Regions from separate parts of the Mus musculus genome. Here region 2 is linked to region 1. The links are chromatin contacts, called in public targeted proximity ligation maps. All regions are on one chromosome and are shown on one strand. The core of a region is the stretch at or near the end of the contact, and the rest is flanking DNA. Distances in the headings are between cores, read along the strand shown. Region 1 overlaps Acta2 (actin, alpha 2, smooth muscle, aorta). Region 2 overlaps Ifit2 (interferon-induced protein with tetratricopeptide repeats 2).

Region 1 (7,907 bases), core at 1,432-3,931:
CTCCCCCTCCCATCAGGTCACCAGTGTGATGGCTGACTATTGCCACTGCCTTCATCTTTCTTTGTCATGTGACCAGAGCTGCCTTGGCTTTTTTTTTTCCCCCTGGAGGGTCTGAATCAGGGGTGGGATGGGGGATGCTCTTCAGTCTTCTATGTAAGGCTGATAGCACCATTTACCTAACCCTTTGGATTCCTTTGCAGATTATGTTTGAGACCTTCAATGTCCCCGCCATGTATGTGGCTATTCAGGCTGTGCTGTCCCTCTATGCCTCTGGACGTACAACTGGTAGGTGGCCGGGGAGGTGGGGACCTTGATCAAATGAATCCATCGTAAAGTGTGATATTTGATGGGTACAACCTGTGGGTTGTGATGGTTGACAAGTGAATTGGAGCACACAGAGATGTGGTCCTCCCCCAGAGCCCGCAAAAAGGAAAGAAAAAGCCCTCGCCTTTTCAAAACCAGCCCTGGACCTCACCACACTTCTTTACTTCTCCAGCAATAAATTTTTAATGGCTTCTCCCTCTTCTTTCTGTCTCTCCCAAGCCCTAGCTCTGACCTATCCCATAGAGCACATTCTTTCTTCCCTTGATGTAAGGCTCTTAGGACTCACCACTCCTCTCAGCCTCCGTGTGAAAGACAGAAAGTAACTGAGCACCTGCTGCCGTGGTGACTTACAGCATACTTAATTGTTCCCCAGGTATTGTGCTGGACTCTGGAGATGGTGTGACTCACAACGTGCCTATCTATGAGGGCTATGCCCTGCCTCATGCCATCATGCGTCTGGACTTGGCTGGCCGAGATCTCACCGACTACCTCATGAAGATCCTGACTGAGCGTGGCTATTCCTTCGTGACTACTGGTGAGGCTCGGGGGTGGGGGGAGGTGGAGGGAAGAGGATGGAAGACACTATGTTGCTCACTGTAACCTATCAGAAGGAGGGCTGTCCCCATGAGAATGGGGACATAAAGCCAGAGAGGAGACTTCGCTGATAAAACCATTTGCTGTGCAAACCTTACAACCTACGGTCAGTTCCTGAGCTCACAGCGAAAGGCAAGGACTGACGGCTGAGATTTGCTTTCTGATGTCCACACATACACACCTGAAATGCACACACACACACACACACACACACACACACAAACACACATAAACACACCCAAGCACACACTCCTATGCACACCCATTTGCACACACATGCATACACATACAAATAATAATATTAACATGCTAAAATTAAAAAAATAAAAATAAAATAATAAAAAAGGGTTGGTATGTCAGAGACTTAGCCAACAGTAAAGCCTGACCCCAATGCACAGAGAAAGCTTAGCTTTCCTTGCTTTGTGATTGTAAAGCTATTACAGTTTCTTTGAGAGTAGCTATAGACATCAGTGTAGGCGGCAAGTCAAAGTGGAAAATCGTTTTTGTCTATACTGCTGGAGATCGAACCCAGGGTCTTGTATTGGCTAGCCAAGCCCTCTACCACCCAGCTACACCCCACAGAACTACGTGGATAATTTTTTAATTTCTTCATTTACAAATAGAAGAGAACGTGTACAATAGAGAGAGGTATAGCTGGGACCTTTCCCATCTCTCCGTGTGTACCAATGGAACTGGGGCTGTTCCCAGAGAGCATCTGCTTCATTTTGAAAAGTGAAAAATGTGTCAAAGATCAAGCTACTGCCGATCTGGGTAGGGCAGCAAAGATCTTTTAGGCATTTTTGAAAACTCTGAGACTTCTGAGAAGCTGGTTCAGTAGAAGAGTCACATGGGACAGGTAGATTTTAGCGCCTGTATCAACCCTAATGTGTATCATGTTCGTTATGTGTTTAACAGCCGAGCGTGAGATTGTCCGTGACATCAAGGAGAAGCTGTGCTATGTAGCTCTGGACTTTGAAAATGAGATGGCCACGGCCGCCTCCTCTTCCTCCCTGGAGAAGAGCTACGAACTGCCTGACGGGCAGGTGATCACCATTGGAAACGAACGCTTCCGCTGCCCAGAGACTCTCTTCCAGCCATCTTTCATTGGTAGGCAATGGAGAGTGGGGTCTCCCTGTTCTGTACCAAGAACAAGCCAAGCCTCTGCTATCAGGGTCCATTAGCAGGTAAAAATGAACCAGGGCTTCAGAAACAGAAGCAGTTCTAAAGTAGGGATGGTGTCACATTTCCAAAATGAGAAGACATAGGGAGCCAAAACAGGGGTTGTCTCCCGTGGAAAACTCTCTTATGTCAGAGTCAAGACAGACGCATTCTCCGCACATAATGCAAAGGTTAAAAGTTATCTACGTTTACGATAGTGGAACACAGGGGTGGTTGGGGAAGACGATCTGAGTGCTGAGAGTTTGGGGTTGCTGAGAGAGAAGGAAAACAGAACAAGTAGAGAGCGTCTATTCCACACTGGCACGGCAGGGTCACGTTGGGTCTGCAGAGGCATCCTCTTTGGAGGCTGGGGGCCTGGGCTTGAAACTCTGTTCTATTTTCATGATCTCGAGAATGTCACTAAAGCTTTCTATGAGTCAGTTTCTTCATACCAGGACAGTTGGAAGTTTTATAGCAGAGTTGTGCGGTGCCCTCAGCACAGGGCCTGTCCAAAATAAGCTTTCAACAATTGGTTACTGCCAGCAATGTAAAACTAGCTGGTGGCATTGCTATTATAACTAGATCACAATGTTAAGAAGGCCGTGGGCGCCATCTAGTGGTATATTTTAAAAAGTCTATGTCAGAAGTCAACAAGAAACTCCACCCCTCGCCTCTACCCCTTAAAAAAAAAGCTGTACAAAGATTGCATAGAAAGCATCTTTGGCAGCTGGGCATGGTAGTACATGCCTTTAATTCCAGTACTAGGGAAGCAAAGGCAAGCGAATCTCTATGAGTTTGAGGCCAGTTTGTTCTATATAGCAAGTTCAGGCCAGCCAAGGACCTGTGTTTAAAACAAAACCAAAACTGAAAACAAACAAAACACTTTATCCAAGTAGGAGAGACACTTTACTGACAGTTGCACCATTCAAACTTGGGTGTTGGGAACATAAAGGAACAATGGCAGAGAGATGAACCTGCTCAGACCCATGGCCCTGGCCCTACCTCTTACCAGGCATCGGAAGGCCTGGCTCCTTACTCAAGCCAATTATAGCAGAATATCTATCCAGCCACTGGCGTTATCATGTTGCAATCTCACCCCAGAATCGCTGCAGCTGAACCTCCTCCTTTAGACAAGAGCCAGGAGGATGGTATGGAGCACAAGAAGGGCCTTTAGTCTCTTGAGTGGTAGTTTCTAGTTCATGATGCCTGCCAGCCTCACCCAGGAGATGTGGTAGTTTCTAGTTCATGATGCCTGCCAGCCTCACCCAGGAGATGACCACGTAGCTGGGCCAACTTGATTTTCCATGTGTAGCTTGAGTTTTACCCAGCATCCAAGGATCACTGCCTGTGTCTCTTTTCCAGGGATGGAGTCAGCGGGCATCCACGAAACCACCTATAACAGCATCATGAAGTGTGATATTGACATCAGGAAGGATCTCTATGCTAACAACGTCCTGTCAGGGGGTACCACCATGTACCCAGGCATTGCTGACAGGATGCAGAAGGAGATCACAGCCCTCGCACCCAGCACCATGAAGATCAAGGTACCACACTAAGACCCTCTGACTCAGAAAGCAGCAGGAGGGGCATTTCTAGAACAGCCACAAGCTAAGAGGCAGTTTAACAGGCTCTCTGTTCTTTCCAAAGGGAATGAGGCCAAGGTGACAGTGGGTTAGATTTTAACACTACCACTTAAAATGGGCCCTGAGGAGTCCTGTCCTGGGTCTATAGGGAGTGAGCCACTGCTTCCTGAAGAGCCTGTGCTCCTTCCTGTGCATGTCAGAGCAGCTCAAGTCCCCCTCCTTCCATACCTAGCTGAGCATGCTGCCAACTCTATGTACTTGGGGTTTGAGAACAGACAGGCTGCATCTAGTAGGAGTTAGGCAAGCCTCAATTCTCCAAACCTTACTTCTGAGATGGAAATGAATGTGAAACTCAGGGGTCCAGTATGGTCAGAGAACACAGACACCCAGTAAAAGCTCAGGTCACCAAGATGGTACATTCATAAAATGAGCCTGGGTACAACGTTCTGGAAATCTAAAATTATCACCAAACCCCCTCACTATGGAAAAACAAAAATGTGTACCTTCAAAGCAAAACTCCTCTGAGGGCCAGTTTTGAAATTAAACCTGCTATTGATACAGCCACTAGCGAGCATCACTGACAGTCCCCTGAGCCAGTATCTTCATCTGCAACTTGAACATCACTGGATACCTACCCTTCAGAATTATTATAGAAGTTAAGTAAGCTAGAACCTGTCGAACCCTTGGCACAGGGCACAGTGAGAGCTTGGTGAAGGAGGAAAGATTAAATGTTGAACCAGAGCTTGCAGACAGAGACAAAGTAAGCCCCTGGCTAGCATGTGCAAACACTTTATTTACTAGAGCATCCTCTGCTACTCAAGAAACTAAGACTAGAGTGGAATTTGGTGTTGCTTGGCTCTATGTTTGAGTTGCTGCAACAGAGAAATCCCTTGTCTGATACTCTGCACAACGCCTCCGCCATTCACTCGTACAAAACACAAAACAAAACAAAAAGTGGGCATGATCTGGTATGTAAGATCTGTACTCTGAATAAGGCCAGCATGACAGGAGATACACCGGAATGGGAACTCTGAGCCCTCTGTGTTGGGCGGTGCTTATGGTCAGGACATCAGAAAGCAGTGGCCAGTTTAATCAGGTGGAAGATTACTTGCACAGAAAGTTCAGGAACAATCGTCTTTGCACACAGTAGGACTTCTGTAGAACGTGCAGCGCCTGCTGAGGTCAGCTCTGGAATCAAGAGATTTTGTCAGGGTTTTTACAAAGGGGCCCCGTGTGGGCTCTAGGGCCAGTTTGGGTTTGCCCAATAAAGGGATAAAGGAATTAGGGATGGTTTGGCATAGATTTCATAGGGGGAAAAAAACAGAAAAATCAATGGGCTCACTGGGGAAACACTCCAACTTCCACAAACCCATCCCCTCATAGAGAACAATGTCCTCGTTTTCCAGGAAGGGACAGCACAAGGCACGTCTGCTAGGCACTAATATTCTTCCCTTCTTACCCTGACAGATCATTGCCCCTCCAGAACGCAAGTACTCTGTCTGGATCGGTGGCTCCATCCTGGCTTCGCTGTCTACCTTCCAGCAGATGTGGATCAGCAAACAGGAATACGACGAAGCTGGGCCCTCCATCGTCCACCGCAAATGCTTCTAAGTCCCCCCTGCTCTGCCTCTAGCACACAACTGTGAACGTTTTGTGGATCAGCGCCTCCAGTTCCTTTCCAAATCATTCCTGCCCAAAGCTTTGATTTGTTACTCGTGGTTTTTTTAAAAATAAATCAGACATGTGCTACCCTTAACTTGTAGCCCTGGCCTAGCAACACTGATTCAATTGTGTTTCTGTTAGGTGAGAATCATTTATTATAGGGTGGCCCCCTCTAGTGGTCAGGAATAGATGTGACACAACTAGAAAAGTATATTCCCAGGCATGGATGGCATCAATCACTTCAACAGAGGAAGGTCCACTTAAATGATGTAAACGGGGTATTTGAGAGCGTATAGGACTTGTATAGATTACATATAATAATATATATTAGTACCAATAGGAAAAATCGACACTGACTTCACAGCTAGAGTGACTATTTTACTTTATACATACAGGTGACCAGATAGGTAAAAAACAATTTTACGTGTATTTAAAATTTGGCAAGTAATATGGTTTTATTAAAATCACATCTTTTGTATTAAAGCATACACACGTGCATGGATATGCATGCGTGACTTTTAACTTGCATCAAGCCTTGCGTATTATTTAACTTTAACGTTCATCAAACTTGGCATATTTAAGGAAATAATTTTTTAGTTAGTTTTTAAAAAGCACACACCTTTTAGAACCCAAGAAGCTATTTAAAAAGTCTCACTATGCACCTGGATCATTGCTTCCTCCTCCTCCTTTGGCCAACATCCAGGAAAAAATGCAGTAGATATAGTTACAGTAAGAGGAAGGGGGAAAACGGCAGTACTTCCAAGGACTTGTCATACCATGCATCGTACACAAGACTCTCACACGTCATCACTACTATGTGCAGATGGTGTTATCATCAGTCATCAGATGAGGAAGCCAAGGGTGTCCCCAAAAATGCAGTTACTTCCATAGACAGCTAAAGACTTGAACAGTTCCTTTGCCTATCAGAATGGGAACTACAGAGGTTTATTTGAGTTTTTTTTTTTTTTTTTTTTTTGGTTGTTTGGTTGGTTGGGTTTTTGTGTGTTTTTTAATACCAGACATATTAGGGCTGGAGAATTGGATCTGTGGTTAAGGATACTGGCTGTTCTTGCAGAAGACCTGGCCTCTACTCCTAGTACCCTCATGGTAGCTTGCACCTGCTTGGCTGTGACTCAGGTCCCAGGGGATCCAGATCCCTTCTCTGACCTTTGCTGGCACCAGGCATGCATGTGGTACACACATAGACATGCAGGTAAAACAGTCAAGCATATAAAAATAATAAAATAAGTTAATTAAATGAATAAAATGTGACAACCGGACAGCTTGTTATTTGCAGCACAATTTATTTCCGATGGCATCACTTGGGTATATTAATAGGTATAGGCTGAACACCACGTGGCCTCGTTTGAGACGCAGCAACCCAAAAAAAAAAAAAAAAGGAAACTTCAAAATGTGCAAGAACAATAAATATCAAAGTTTTGGTCTAAAATATATAAATATAAAATATCAGTCACTTCTGAAAACATCATAAGAAATTCGGCAGTCACACACGTCCACAGATGGTCTTACAGTTAGGGCATGTCACCTCAGATCCAACACAGTTGTTTTTATGTCCTTTACTAACACATGGCTGCATATCTAGAAAAGGAAACAAAAAACAACAACAGTGTTACATAATAACATTTACTGTGTGGTTTTCTCTCAGGAACGTATATACATCGCTTCACTTTTTTTCCCTGAATTTTATCACTATTGCTGAATTTGGTTAGGGTCGACATAACATAAACATCTATGAGAATAATTTGTGCTGCCTAGTCACACTGAACATCATGGAGATAATCGCTGCTGGTGATCCAGGCATGCTGCAGCACACCTTTAATCATAGCTCTGAGGAGGCAGAGGCAGAGGCAGGTTGGTATCTCTGAATTTGAGGGCAGTGTGGTCTGTACAGTGAGTTTCAAGGCTACATAGAAAGTCCCTGTCTCAGTAATAATGATAATCGATGATGATGATGATAATATACAACAATGATCATCCATGATGTCTACTCACACTGAACAGCTTGGGGTCCTTGGTGTGAGGATGGAAGCCCTTCTTTTTACAAGTAGAAACCTCAAGCATGCCAGCGTTGGTGAGCCTGAAAATGCCGGTGCTAAATAAGAGGTAGAAAAGAAGCACAAAGTTAAGGACCATCCGGGAAGACACAAACACGGACCTCCCTCCAACAGGAAAGAGGAAGAAGACACACACTAGGAACTGCACCATGGCTCTCACAAGAAAGGTTAGAAACATTGATCTCCAAGTACCTAGAGGACCTGGAAGGTACAGGCAGCTGAACTGTTGGGACCTCATATGGGAGGCCACACCTGTGTCCTCCACCCGAGTAGACAGTTTTAATTCCTGTAATAGTTTCAGTGTTCTTTATGTCAACCACCAGGTGTGTGGCAGTGTGAGACACTACAATCAACACATCACAGAAACTATCATCTACTGTCTTCTTTCTTTGCATCAATCCAAGACAGGTAAGGAGGAAGGAGGAAGGGGCTGGGATCACAGTGGTCAATGTTCAGGTAGATTCAGCCTCAGTAAATGATCATCTGATTCTTATGATTATAATTACTTTGT
Region 2 (7,907 bases), core at 4,000-6,499, 330 kb before region 1:
TAGATTGAGAACTGGCTGGTAATTGGAGGAATGACTTGGTCCCACAACTTTTGTTGTTTGTTTTTAGACCTGGGACTCACTATTCAATTTCTATTTTGAGCTCAATTAATATTGAACATTATTTGGTAAGTCTTAAAGTTATTCAATAAAGCAAAACCTCTCCCTTCTGTGTTTTTATATATATGTGATAGTAGTGGTTATATAGACATATACTCACCCAAACTAACAAGGTAATGTACATAATCATTAATATTTACACATTTAATTCTCACCTCCCACCATCCCTTCCAGACCTGGGACTCACTATTCAATTTATATTTTGAGCTCAATTAATATTGAACATTATTTGGTAAGTCTTAAAGTTATTCAATAAAGCAAAACCTCTCCCTTCTGTATTTTTAGATATATGTGATAGTGGTTATATAGACATATACTCACCCAAACTAACAAGGTAATGTACATAATCATTAATATTTATACATATAATTCTCACCTCCCACCATCCCTTCCAGGTCATGCTCAGGCTGACCTCAAGTTCACTGTAATCCTCCTGTCTCAGATTCCAAGTGCTAGGATTACAGTCCTGAGCCACAGTCTCTGACTCCTCAGCTTTTTGATGGACACTATTATCTATGAAGAAAATGCTGTGCAATATCTAAAATAATTCAAGGATGGAACATTCACCCATGTGAGGAATTTGGCTGCTTTATACAAATACTGAAACAAGCCCAAGACAAGCCTCCACTGAGGGGTGGGTGTGATTAAAGAATTTACTACTGTGGAAACTATTTTTCCAAAAAAAAATTGAAAGAGCTCTAGGCTGTTTGCCAAGATCCTGTATCTATCACCTCATCTGGTCCCTCTCCCAGACCATCCCACGATCCAGAAACTCAGGTGCTAGAATCTGATAGCAGAGTTCCCCAAACTCCTGACAAATACTATAGTCAGTATGATAGCCCATTCTTGATCCAGGAAGTGGTTAAGTATTTTGAATGGCAGCTTGGTGAGGGCTTTCTTTTTCCTTCCAGCAGTAGGCCGGGTACCACATCACTAGTATTCAGCACCTGCTTCATCCAAAGATGCTGAAGGTACCTGGTTTGCAGAGTCCACTCCCCTCTCAGAGTCTTTATCAGCTTGCTGACCTCCTCCATTCTCCTGAAGAAATGCCAAGATATGCAAGGCCTCAGAATCAGACTCATCTTCATGAAGCCGCCTTAGGGCAATTCTTTGAAGTTTCTCTCTCATCTTTTTTTGGGGGATTGTTTTCTTCTTTATTTTCACACCCTCCATATAATGGTAGATAGCCTTGTCTTGACGCTTCATTTGAAAAAACTGAAAGTTGCCATACCGAAGGTGGAGTAACTGTTTAGGGCCAGGAGGGAGGTCCTTGCTCAATTCTTTCTGGAAGTAGTAATCGGCTTCGTCATACTTTTTTGCTATGATATAAAGATCAGCAAGGAAGCTACAGGAATATTCAAGCATCTCCTTGATTTCCTCTGCTTTCCGTAAGTGATTCACTGCCAGTTGTATTAGTTCCTCTAACTTCTTCCTATCCCCACTAAATACCATTTCCCTTCTGTTCAACATATGATGGACTTTTGACCTATAACAGCACCCCATATAGTAATGCACATAGGCGTTGTTTGGCAGCTTTTCCAAAGCCTTTCTAAGCAACTGTATAGCTCTGTCTGTGTCATATACCTTGCAATAAAACCTGGCTGCCCTGAGGAGTGTATCTATTGCACTTGGGTCTTTCTTTAAGGCTTCTTCAACCAGCGCCATTGCTTGGTTTTTATGTACCGCGTCAAGCTTCAGTGCCAAGAGGACTTTAACATAAGTGTTGTCAGGAGACAGTTGAATGGCTTGCTCCAGAGAGTCAATGCAGTAATTCCTTGCTGGCCAGTCATCCAGACGGTAGTTCGCAATGGCCCATCCAGAGGTGAATTCTGGGTTCTTCGGGTCCTTTTCCAGAGCCTTCTGGAAACACACCTTCACTCTCTCGTTTTGGTTCTTGGTACACTTTAATCGGGCCCACCCCTCCTCACAGTCAAGAGCAGGATTCTCAATCCTGTAGGGGCTGGAAAACTTCTTGCAGACCTGTTTCACTTTATCCAGATAAGCCTGAGCCTTTGAGAACTGGCCCATGTGATAGTAGACCCAAGCATAGTTTCCCCAGGTGACCAGACTTCTGATTTCTACTTGGTCAGGATGCTGTTGCTGGATGAAGCCCTCAGCTTCCCCTAAGCATTGCAGTGCTGCCTCATTTAGACCTCTGCAGTGCTTTACATAGGCCAGTATGTTGCACATGGTGGCTTTAAACTCACTGTTCTGAAACTCATCCTTGTTAAACACCCTGTCCTCAAACTCATCCAAGGACTCATCTTCTGCTATCAGGTTCCAGGTGAAATGGCATTTTAGCTGTCGCAGATTGCTCTCCAGTGACTCCTTACTCGTTGTACTGTGAGACAGACAGACAGAAAGAAAGACAGTCAATCTGGGGACACATGACCTGTTCACCTGGCAAAGAGTGAGATCACAGGGGATCTTCTTCTCCCTCTAAATGATGTTAATCTAACCCTGACCAAAGAACATGGTCTCCTTCCCTTTCTTTCACTGTTTGGCATGTCTGAATTACTGCATGGGGAAGCGAGGGTTTGCTCATTATAGGCAGTAGGATTGGCAGAAGGTGGAGAGTCAGCCGTAGGTGGAGATTGGGTTTCCTTGCAAGACTGCTTCTGTGAGTTAGCTCTTCTCTTTGCTTTGGGCTCCCTTGAACCTCGCACATCCAGTATTCCCACTTTCACTTTATGTTACACGTGCTCTAGTCCCCTCCTCTCCCCCTCTCTCTTAATGCCTCTTTTCTGTCTTCTCCTGATCCCATTTCTACTTTCATGACATCTTACACACATTTGCACAAATACATATATGTAGAGCTAAGATTTACGTTTGACAGTGAACATGTTAATGTTTGTTTTTCTGAGTCTAGATTTTCTTACTTAATATATTTTTCTAGGTCCATCCATTTTACTGCAAATTGCGTAATTTCAGTTTTTTAAATTTAAAAATGCATTTTAATTAAAATATAATTGAGTCTCTTTCCTCTTTCCCCTCCAGCTCCTCATTTGTCTCCCCCTCCAACTCCTCCTATTCTTCCTCGCCCTCAAATTAATAGCCACTTTTTCTTTGAGTAACGTTTGTATACACACAAACCTATTAATATAATCTGTGAACTTCACCTTCTGTGTGCATTTGTTTTTAGGGCTGAACATTTTGTTGAGTAACCAATTAGATAGCTCATCCCTGGGAGAGGTAAAATTCCATTGTATGTACCACACATTTATAACTCATTCATCAGTTGTTGAACATCTAGACTGATGCCATTTCCCTGCTTTTGTGAGAAAAAAATGTTTTTTGCAAAGAAATCATGGATGAGTAAATATCACTGTAATAAGATTAAAGTACTTTTGGGTATCTGCTCATTTTAACTGCTTGTGTCTTATTTTTGATCATCCTTGATTTTTTTTATTTTGCTCATTTTATCATCTTTGGAATATTCCACCTATTAATTGTATTACATATGTTAGCAAAGCCACTAACTTTTATTTCTGGATGCACTGTAGTCTCCATACCCTCCTTTGTTTGTACTTCTTACACTGATGATTTCTCACATAGGTAATGAACTAATACTTTTACATTTTTCTTTTAATTTCCCTTTTAATTGTATTCCTCTCTCTTAGGTTTATATTTTATACCTGGGATAGGAAGTATGGCTAGAGGGGGGGGCTTCTAGGCATCTACCTCTTTTTCTTTAGGGGGAGAACTTTTTTTTTTCGTTACCATGTGACTCTTAAAGATTTTTCCATCCTGTAAGATTCCCTTCAGTCTTATCCTTAACTAGATAAACAAATAAGCAGAAAACAAGCTAAGCCAGCAAAGAAGCCTCTGGAACCCCGTGGAGTCTCGCATATCCTTTCTCTGCTGTGTAGGGTCAGCTGTGGATTCTAGTATAACAGTTTCTGACTTGTAAGACTCATTACCGGAAAGCTATGCCAAGTGACAGGGATTACATTTGAACAGTATTGACTATATCAACCCCTGTATTTAAATTTTTATGTTACGCCTTGCAGCCATCAATGCTTGGGGTTGGGCCAGAGTTAGGGTTACTACACAGAAAACAGACCTGAGAGGCAGTTATTCCATTACAGGCAATTAATTCCACTAGGCTCTCCAGGGACCTAGCAATGGCTTCTGCTATCATCTGCTGCCACCAGATGCTCCAGGTGTGTGAGCTGAGTATAAAAGGATTGCTTCTGCCACTCTATCACTCTCTGTTCCCACATGTTCCTTCTCTCTCTCTCTCTCTCTCTCTCTCTCTGTGTGTGTGTGTGTGTGTGTGTCTTTCCTCTCTCTCCCTTCCTCTTTCCCTCTCTTCCTTTCTTTGTTCTCTGTCCCCCTTCTCTGCCCTCATGGCTCTGCTTCTGTCTGTCTGCCTCTACACCTTCTCCAGGTTCTCCCCTCCCTTCTGTCAAATAAACTCCCTTCATACCAGATCTGATGTATGACATAACTTCTCAGGGAACACTTTGGCACAGACCCTCCAGATATCTCCTCACCACATTATATGAGCTAGTTTTTTTTCCTGTGCTCTGTTTAGTTAGCAACACTATTGCAATTCTGAGATTAATTCGGCAATTACAAATAAAAATCAGATTAGCAGAGTTAGTAGTCTAAATACAACTTTAACATAAAGAAATCTGAAAACAAAATACTTCTTTTAAATTATACTCTTATTAGATACTCTCAATTTAATCTTGCTGAGAGAGAGAGAGAGAGAGAGAGAGAGAGAGAGAGAGAGAGAGAGAGAGAATTGCCAAGAGCATTTCCCCCTGACACATCTTTACAAGAAGCTCCTAGATCAGATAACTCTTTCTGACTTCAGCTCTCAGTGGCCAGGTGAGCAGCAGATCTGGGCATTCTGGAGGAAACAACAGAGCAGCTTTCTGACTTATTTACAGCTATAGAGACAGAGGTATAAAAAGGTAATACACAAACACAGAGGACTGGTCTCTCTTGGGACTGTGGCTGTTTAGGATTTGCATCTGTCATCAAGGCTGACTACAATTCCCACAATCACCAGAAAAAGTAAGGACTTACCTCATGACTGCTGTGTAACTGTCTGCTGTGTCAAAGCGCTCAAAGCAGGGCTGCAGCCACTCTCCAGGCAACCTCTTCCTCTGCCTTCTAATGAAGTGCTCCAGACCTATATATAGGAGCAGCTGGTTCCTTTTCCTGCTTCTGTGCAGCACCTGACCCCAAAGAAGAGAAATTGAAACCAGAAAGTAACACTGATGTCACTTTTTATGGACAAAAGGGTAAAAAAGAGCCAAGCCTTTCAGGGTCAGGCTGATGTCTTTGATCTGCTATGTGAAGAAGGGAACCTCTACACACACACACACACACACACACACACACACACACACCCTGAATTCTACTGCATCATGACCAACATAGCTCATCCTCTATCCTCGGGATCCATTCGGGATCCAGGGAAGGGAGAGTTTGTTTCCCAGTGCAGGGGTTTGTGTCTGTTTTATCCGCTCAACTGGAACTCCTTTCCTTCAAGGTTAAGTGCACAGTGCATGACTCCCAATGCAGATGTTGAAAGAATGGACTCAGAGCTCCAAGCCAGAGCTTTGGTGTTTATCTATCTGCCTTTCTATGCTGCTTTCCAGGGGAGATTACACTCTGCCCCAGCTTTAGTGTTTCCTGCTTTGAACTGAGAACAACACTGCTGCCTGCCTGATCATGGTGATGGGAGGAGGATGAAGTGAGTCCTGGATGAGATGCTCTAGAATTATGCTTTAACTTAGTAACCAATATAATTAGTAAGGAGAATCATTAATCACAGACCAAAGGGGCAAACTGTGGATGTTTGCTTTTTCCTGAGCCCGAAATTCTCTGATCCTTCATGACCTGTCATAATTACTAACAGTTCTGAGGCAAATAACCCTGAACCCTTAAGGCGTTCTAGATATTCCTGGCTCCCTTGGGATTCACATGTGGGGCAGCTTATTAGTCACCACGTGCATGTCCAGATGTGCAGCAGCTGTCATTGTAGCCCTTGCCTTTTCCTTATTTATGCTTGTGTTGGTTAATCTTGGCAGTCTGCTTGGCTTAGTAAAACACACTACCTGTGTCTGGGGAAATGTTTCCAGAACCCCTGGGAAATGTGAAGGCAAATAAAACGGAGAAGGCCTAATCTCAATGTAAGCAGTACTGTCCAATAAGATGAAACTGAAACATGGCAGAAGGGGGAGCTAGCTTGAGTGCCTATGACCAACCCTACTTGACCACTTGAGCATTTGGAATGCTGCCCTCACCCATGAATTCCCGTTCTTCAACCTTTGAACACTAACTCCGACCAGGAACTCTTCTGGGGCTTTCCAGGCCTCAGCCCTGGAATGGGATGCCACCATTGATCCTTCCTGTTCTCAGGCATCGAGCTACTTGGCCTGAACTGCCACTGGTTCCCTGGCCTCTCTACTGATGGACCTTGTGGGACTATACAATCTCTGGCGATACAAGGCAGCCTAATTAGCACATCCCATATTGTAAACTCTTTGGAAACCTCTGACCAGTATAATATTCTTGAAGACAAAAGAATTACGGAACATACAGACCCAAAAGTCAAAAGGTAATCACCCAATTCCTGACACCTTTAACATAAGGACGTGATATAGGACAGTAGTCTCCGGATCAACTGAGGACGCTGAGGTATGTTAGTCTTCTTAGTTATTGTGGGCTTTTCTGACGATGGTAGAAGCACATTCATAGTTTAACTCGTTTACTTTTAGTTGGGTTATATTAGTTACACTGATCGCAGTTAGAAACCACATTTTAATTCAGCCTATAATGCCAAGTTTCTGGTTCTGTTTACAAGTTTTTATATTTGATTTAAATATATTTATTAAAATGTATTTATGTGTATAAAAATGCTAAAACAAGGACTGGGAAGATGCTCAGTGGGAAAAGCATTTTTCATACACATGTGAGTGTGTAAGTTCTCTTCCAAAGGGACCATGGGACTTTTTTTTTTTCAAATCCTATTTTGAATGACAGCTTTTAAATGTTTTGACCTCCCTTGTAGCCCACCACCCACCAGAGGTAGTGGGAAAGAAAGGATTCAGGTGAAGTAGACCTGTTTAGAAAGGTTCTTTGGAGCAACTCACTTCTGTGTTGTCTGGAAATTGGCAGTTTAGTTTACAGGTTAGCAGTGGCAGCTCGATGGACTCGCAAACACAGATATACATCAGCAGTACAGTTCAGTCCAGTCCAGATAGCAACAGCATTGACATAGCAGAGACAACTAGGCCTCAATCTTGGGTCAAGTTAGCAGGAGGGACTAGGAGGAATTCCAGGAGAAGCTCCGTAACTCTGTAGAGTCCTATTTATACTCTCCAAACATCATGTGTCCTCCATGTACCTCAGCATGTACATTTAGTCAGCCCAAGCCCATAGAATCCTGACAAATGGAGCTCAACTACACAAAGTAAGGTAAAATAATACAAGGGTGTTGTTAGCAAAGAATCCTTCATCACATGCCCTTCCGTGTGCTTGCTTTAGCAGAACATCCTCTCTCCTGTATCTGTTTCAGTGTCCTCCACATGTCTGCCTTAGCCTTTCACACCTGTGCCCAATGTAGTGAAATGTCTTTCCTTCACATTTCTGCCTCAGCAAAACACCATCCAACCAACTTTCCAAAGACAAGTTTGGAAGTTTGCACTTCGGGGCCATGTCTCAAAGACTTGGTTGTTAGATGTTAGAGCTAATGAGTCCAATGGAAAGAAATGTCATTGTTGGCATGCCTTTAAAAGGGGTTTTGGGGATAGTAGACTCTTCCTGTCTCA

What was found.
Region 2: a contact with region 1 is called in a targeted proximity ligation map of bone marrow-derived macrophages, with 4 times the contacts expected there. A contact is called at or near these places in 3 of 39 promoter capture datasets (embryonic stem cells and liver), 1 of 484 Hi-C or Micro-C datasets (cortical neurons), 1 of 130 datasets of targeted methods (bone marrow-derived macrophages) and 1 of 9 other capture datasets (adipose tissue).

The regions. Positions count from the first base shown.
Region 1 is chr19:34,239,030-34,246,936 of GRCm38.p6, reverse strand. Acta2 (actin, alpha 2, smooth muscle, aorta) reads left to right here. Exons shown (of 9, transcript NM_007392.3): 5 at 201-285; 6 at 698-859; 7 at 1,834-2,025; 8 at 3,439-3,620; 9 at 5,127-6,601. The coding sequence ends at 5,270. It overlaps Stambpl1 (STAM binding protein like 1), which reads right to left. Exons shown (of 11, transcript NM_029682.5): 10 at 7,335-7,434; 11 at 6,604-6,920. The coding sequence ends at 6,864. Among named protein-coding and RNA genes, the nearest start is that of Acta2, 12 kb to the left of the region's middle.
Region 2 is chr19:34,567,618-34,575,524 of GRCm38.p6, reverse strand. Ifit2 (interferon-induced protein with tetratricopeptide repeats 2) reads right to left here. Exons shown (of 3, transcript NM_008332.3): 2 at 5,155-5,306; 3 at 1-2,458. The coding sequence starts at 5,159. The coding sequence ends at 1,051. Among named protein-coding and RNA genes, the nearest start is that of Ifit3, 12 kb to the left of the region's middle.